2 separate regions of the Bombyx mori genome follow, and region 1 is linked to region 2. A link is a contact called in public Hi-C data. All regions are on one chromosome and are shown on one strand. Each heading gives the region's core, a stretch centred on a gene start, on an enhancer-like site or on the middle of the called end of the contact. The rest is flanking DNA. Distances are from core to core; before and after follow the strand shown. Region 1 overlaps LOC101745857 (CCR4-NOT transcription complex subunit 6). Region 2 overlaps LOC101745857 (CCR4-NOT transcription complex subunit 6).

Region 1 (3,317 bases), core at 623-3,122, 150 kb after region 2:
TAAACGGTGGGGCAGCCGTTGTAACTATATGTACTTGAGACCTTAGAACTTATATCTCAAGGTGGGTGGCGCATTTATGTTGTAGATGTCTATGAGCTCCAGTAACCACTTAACACCCAGGTGGGCCGTGAGATCGTCCACCCATCTAAGCAATAAAAAAAACTTCGAATCAGGATTTTTTATTTCAGGATTTTAAACTCGTCTTAGCTTGAAAATTTCTCCTTTTAAACTATGGTCGTCTTACGACCGATGCCACTTTACCTTTTGTAAGGAAATACGTGTACCTACCTAGAACGTACTCACAAACGTTTTCCACGATGAAGGATCATCATAAACAAAAATCAAACCGGCAAAATGTATTCTATTAATGATTGGTGGTAGGGGGCGTGTCTTAAGCTCTAAGTATATTTTCTGCGACATTATGTTGCGAATTAGACTGTCACATATCGTGTCGTGCAAACTTCTCTTATTTGTCGCATTGGACCTCGACACCCGCTTTGTGCTCTGTGATCACGCGCCGCACATCGGTGGAGGCAATTTGTACCTCCGCTCCGTTTTGTATAAATGGACCCTCTCCGCTTTAACAGTCTCTTGATGTGTACGCTCACTTTAATAATAGGAGGTCGCTTGTCGGTTAACGGTTTAATATGACGTTACCAGCAAAACGGGCGTGGATGTATGGAATGGGCTGTCGTCTGATTTGTTTTGATCCTTTGCATCTACTAACTAACGCTTTGAAAACACTTAAAACTTACCTATGGTAGGCGGCGGCTTGGCTCTGCTGCTGGCATTACTGAAGTCCATGGGCGACGGTAACCACTTACCATCAGGTGGGCCGTATGTTCGTCTGCCTACAAGGGCAATAAAAAAAAATTCAAATCCCAATGACATATCCTGAATTGTTGTTTTCAATTTCTAGAAACTAGAGGTCCCGCAGTAGTCGAAATTCGACTATAATTAATTGGAATTGTAAGTTTGTACACTATTATGATATTATTTTATATTTCTATAATTACAAAATTCGCCACAGTAAAAAATATTAACAAAGACAAACAATATTTAATCTATTCTCAATTTGACAACAGACGTCAAGAACAAAAGTTTGACAGTAAATAGTATGCATGCGTGTGTGCGTCAAATACATGGTATGTAGTGTGTGTAATGTTTTCTTTATCGATTTAATGTATCTTTTATGCATTATTTAAAAAAAAAATATAGCATTGTGCACTTCTTCTCTATATTCTCTATAAGTGTGGAAAATTTCATACTCCTCCGTCCGCGCAATTTTCGTAAAAAGGGATACAAAGTTTTTGCTTCGCGTATTAATATATAGAAGATATCTAACAGACGCTTGTTACTTTTAAGAGATAATATGTCAAAATCGTTTTCTCATCGCTCCGAGTCTACGCACGCACACACAACGACTTGCCATTTGCGGTATTTGATGGAAGATTGTTCTATTTAAGTGTACGTAAACAACAAGACGGTTTCTAACGTTCGCTTATGATTTATCCTTAGCTCACATCTAAACAACATACATACCCTTCAGGTCATGACATCATAATACATTTTAACTACAAAAGGAACATTGACTCGAGTCTCTCTCGGACAGACGAACCTCAACAAAAGCAACCTTTCACCGAGATCGTTAAATGAATTAGCTAATCAATCAACATGATCTGCGTATCAGTCACGAAAGTTCGTTCACCTCTTCATTCAAGGTCTGTACGTTATTAAAAGGTCCACAGCGACCCACACGCAGTAGTATGCACATTTCCAAGTACGATGCACTAAGTTGAAGGAATGAGAGCGCGTGATATGAATACAAGTGCCACTATCTTATGAGTGTAGATTTTATCGGCCCGTAAAAACATCCGTAGAATTCCGCCACACCCTCGCAGTCCGAGCTAACAAATTGAATCACCACAATGATATACTGTTATCTTTAGTATATTTGTGGTTTGAATGCCTTCTAAATTGCCTGCTTTGGCTCGAATGCTATAGAGGATACAAAATTGTTTAGTAACAATCATAATATGTTATTACATCAACATAAATTTTAATAAAAGTGCCTTCAGTTTATTAGATCCAAGCATTCAATTTGTTGGAGCATTGTGTTTTTGTATTATAGTTTAGTAACAATATTGTTTTGTGGACTTGTCCATTAGCGACAAAGAAATACTTGGGTGATTTACGACGGGCATCGTCCGATTGATGGAGCCGTGTCTCTGTAAATGAAACAGTCTGACGGTAGCCGTTCGCCGGTTTATGACTGCGATATATCTGATGGCAATTTGAATGCTCAGACAAATGCTAGTGTCACCTTAACACAATACTCTTTTCTCTATATAAAAAATGCCTCGGGATGCTGTTTATTCCTTCATGGATTTACCTTTTTTTTTATTGCCCTTGAAGGCAGACGAGCATACGGACCACCTGATGGTGAGTGGTTACCGTCGCCCATGGACTTCAGCAATGCCAGGGGCAGAGCGAAGCCGCTGCCTACCTTTTTTCTTTTTCTTTTTTTCCCTACCTATACTGATAGCCTTGAGAGGCTATTTCAGCTGCTCCCTGACGTGTAGGTGAGCTCACGGTGCTCAAACCGGAGTGTTACTAACACTGACCCTAGCAATAGCAGTGCTTCGCAGGATCTACCACCGGATCGGAAACGCGACCCACTGCAGAAGATCCTTCGAGAAACTCAGTGGGCAAGATTTTCCTGTTGGTTTTCCGACGCACTAAATCACGTAATACGCTCTTAAGCCTTGTTCGCACTAGGCGACTAAAAAGTCGAGTACCGAGTAATTTAGTGGCTGAACTACTCGCTACTCGCCCGATAAAAATAGAACAAAATGGATTGACTTGACTAAATTATTTACTAACCTACTCGACTAAATTTTTGGTGTTCAGACACATTTAGCTACTAAATTACTCGGTACTCGACTAAAATACTCGCCTAGTCCGAACAAGGCTTTAAAGACGGCCCACGTGGGCATGAGCTCTCGTTTTGTTTTTTTCCCGGTAGCAAGCACATCGTTCGTCATTACGTGTTTATCATTCGTCTGGCCTTGGCCGTGAACGCGGGGACACGGTGGCGCGTGAGCAAACACACTGGGACCATACACGAGTGTTTGCAATGTGAATTTCAGATTGACATCACCAAAAAAAAAACAGGCATTGTAAGCTCTTGAATACATCATCGGCGCAGTAAAAAAACTGATTAATTCGTAACCGTATTTTATTAGACATTACTTATATCGTATTTTAGACGTACATGCGACTTGAAGTTATTGCAAAATGTAAGTGTTAAACATATT
Region 2 (3,267 bases), core at 243-2,742:
ATAAATGTTTTCTCTTTATTATGTCAACAAATGCAATTAATTGCCTTGTAGTTGTATTAAAATATTGACTTGATTCATTATGCAACAGACACAAATTCGGTTACACGTTTTCCCCTAATAGAATTATAATTTGATTGCCTTGGAATGTCAAATATTACGAAAAAGATAATTGGATAATATATAATTGGATAATTGGAAATTAAGTACGAGGTAAATATTTTGTATTAGAATAAATGGCTGGCTCCGAAATTGATAGGTTTACTCAGAGATTTATAACTAATAATGGGTGCCGAAAACACACACAGGAGATACAGCAACTACAAACAGACTCTGAATCCTAAAGATATTTAGATATACTAACAGGAAATCGAAATCGGAGGAAACCTAGAAGTAGACCCAAGACAAGGTGGAAAGATGTAGTGCTGAAGGACAAAAGGAAATACAATGCTGCTGACGAGGATGTCGAAGACAGAGTGAAGTGAAGGAGTAGAAAGCTAACCCCACCACCGTGTGGAATAAATGGCTGGGAAGAGAGTGAGAGAGACTAACAGGAAATCGAAACCGAACCAGGTGTGGGTACATTGGTCATAACCAAGAACCACTAGATCAATAAAGTGGTTAGATTGAAATGAATCATTTTGTGGAATATGCCCAAGCAAACAGCAAGCTTCATGTGAATTATTAACAGTATTCAGTAGGCAACTATGAATATACATCAACCAGTTTTGCGATGCTGGGGCGGTAGCCATCCATCCGTACAGCACAAGATATTTGACAAATACCTGAATCTCGCTTACTACATTTTCTAGATAAGTTCCGAACTACAACATCTGGACCATCGCGTCTGTCTACCGAGCAATATCACCCGTTCGGTGGAAGATCTTTCCTTTCGTCGGTATACCTACCTACATTGTTAACAAACGGCATAATTTAGCCTATGATAAGGTCCCGACTAACTTGTACTAACGTCTCCACTAACGTCAATAGGTAAATCGGTAGTCGTCTTTGATAGTATGGTATATATAGTTGCTTCTGTCGAACGTCAGCTTTTATTTTTATTTTTACTACATACATAATATGTGGGTAAACGAGCTCACTACGCGCCTTTTGTTAAGTGGTTACTGAAATTACAGAATTCACATGCATGTCACCACACGCCTTGAGACGTGAGATTCAAGTGTCAATTTTTTTTTTGTAATACATTTGTCCTTTCGTATTGAAATGCATAATAGAAATAGACAGAAAGATGATTCTACCCTACCCGGAATTACTATGCGTGCTACGACCAGTAGACTTTCAGACGAGTCAAGAGTGCAGACATAACCACAGACGCACGCGCACATACACGCTGTCTTTAAATATAAATTTATAAGCACAGCAACGATGCTTAATAATTTTATTGTAAATTTGTATTCAGTATACGAATTCATAGCTACAATCAGCTCTAATGTAACCAGTAAGTACGGACCGATCAGACGTCCGGCTCGTGTTTTAAGTTATCACACACACCTAATACATTGTTTCATTCAAATGAAAACATCGAACGCACGAGTCTTGTGAATTCAAATAACGAGAAACAAAGAGTTCACTAAACCTATCGACGTTATTGTGTTATCTTTTATTAATAGATGCTTTTGTTGATGTCTGTTCGTTTCCATAATACGGTTTTATTGGTGGAGCTTGGCGTGCGAACTCTTTTAATTTAGAACCTATTGTGGATCTGAATTCTTTTAAAGCAATTCTGTTCTTGCTATACTTACTCAGAGATCTTAACATACTATTTACACTTTTCTTTAGTATATTCTTAACTAGCCCAGTTTGTGTATTGTGTTGTGTTGGATTAATGAGCTGATATTTTAATTTGTTCCTTACTATTAAATTGATTTATATGTAAATAATGCTATATGTATATAAAACACATTTTACAATATTATATTGTTGCTTACATCATTTATACAGGGTGTCCCAGAAAGAATGGATAATATTCAAACACCTCCTAGTAGAGCTATTGGGGACTCAATAAAACTTAAAACTCATGTCTCGATGTGGGGGAGACCGCCAGCATTTACGTTGTTGATGCTTATGGGCTCCGGTGACCGCTTCGCTCAAAGTGTGCCCTGAGCTTGTCGACCCTTCTAGATAAAAAATAATCTTTTGTTATTATAAAGTTAGAAATAAATTGAGAATTTACGATCGAAAGCATATTTACTCATTCACAGATTTTTATACCAGAAACACGGGTTGTCGTTCGATTATGTGCGTGTCCAATCGTTCGATATTACTGTCAAGCAACTGAAACTAGTATTCCATGTTCTAATAATAACAAAACAAAAATGCCCACTGAGTTTCTCGCCGGATCTTCTCAGTGGTTCGCGTTTCCGATCCGATGGTAGATTCTGCGAAGCACTGCTCTTGCTAGGGTCAGTGCTAGCAACACTGCGGTTTGAGCCCCGTGAGCTCACCTACACATGTTAGGGTGAAGCTGAAATAGCCTCTTAAGGCTATCAGCATAGGTAGGAAAAAAAAAGTATGATATTTTCGAATTGAGAATACGATTATGTAGTTTCGAAATCATTAAAATGACATAACATTGCGACGCGCACATCCTAATCGCGGTCCAGTTCGCGGTTCGATTGACTTTCCCTTCGGCGCGATAAGTTGTACGCAACAGCGGCTATAACACGCGATATTATATAGCAGCCGTTAACGCATGCTGTACGAGAGTGAGAGTGGATGTCGGAATTGATTCTGTCTAAACACGCGACCGATGACGGGTCAACGAATCAGCGTTGCGCTTTCTCCGTCTCAGAAATCGCGTTACCTTCGTAATCCACAGCCATTTTTTTTTTCTTTCTTTTTTATTGCTTAGATGGGTGGACGAGCTCACAGCCCACCTGGTGTTAAGTGGTTACTGGAGTCCATAGACATCTACGACGTAAATGCGCCACCCATCTTGAGATATCAGTTCTAAATCCTCAAGTATAGTTACGAGCCTATAGCCTATTCTAGCATTAAAACTGTATAATCAAAAAACTTACAAATTTTACACGAGAGTGTTTTAAGTGGTTTAACATGTGATATTTTTAATATTAATCATCTTTGCAACATATATATTTTTCAGTTTTTACCAGTTACATTATCTGTCTTTTAAAGTAAGATAAAATTATGTATTAATTTTGTTAATATATAGTAGTCAAAACATAGGTAAACTAAAAAAAAAGACGTGTGGCACTCGGAGACTGCCGCGGTAAAGCTATTGTAAAGCAT

The links. Hi-C and Micro-C count contacts between places; a contact is called where the count stands out from the background.
Region 1: a contact with region 2 is called in a Hi-C map of whole pupa, with 1.6 times the contacts expected there. The contact joins two enhancer-like sites. A contact is called at or near these places in 2 of 7 Hi-C or Micro-C datasets (both in whole pupa).

The regions. Positions count from the first base shown.
Region 1 is chr6:13,246,764-13,250,080 of ASM3026992v2, forward strand. The region is part of intron 4 of LOC101745857 (CCR4-NOT transcription complex subunit 6); the gene reads left to right. Among protein-coding and RNA genes, the nearest start is that of LOC105843009, 43 kb to the left of the region's middle. Within about 2 kb of position 1,873, at least 7 of the 8 cell types and tissues checked have open chromatin away from gene starts, as enhancers often do.
Region 2 is chr6:13,100,534-13,103,800 of ASM3026992v2, forward strand. All of the region lies in intron 4 of LOC101745857 (CCR4-NOT transcription complex subunit 6), which reads left to right. Among protein-coding and RNA genes, the nearest start is that of LOC101740768, 15 kb to the right of the region's middle. Within about 2 kb of position 1,493, at least 5 of the 8 cell types and tissues checked have open chromatin away from gene starts, as enhancers often do.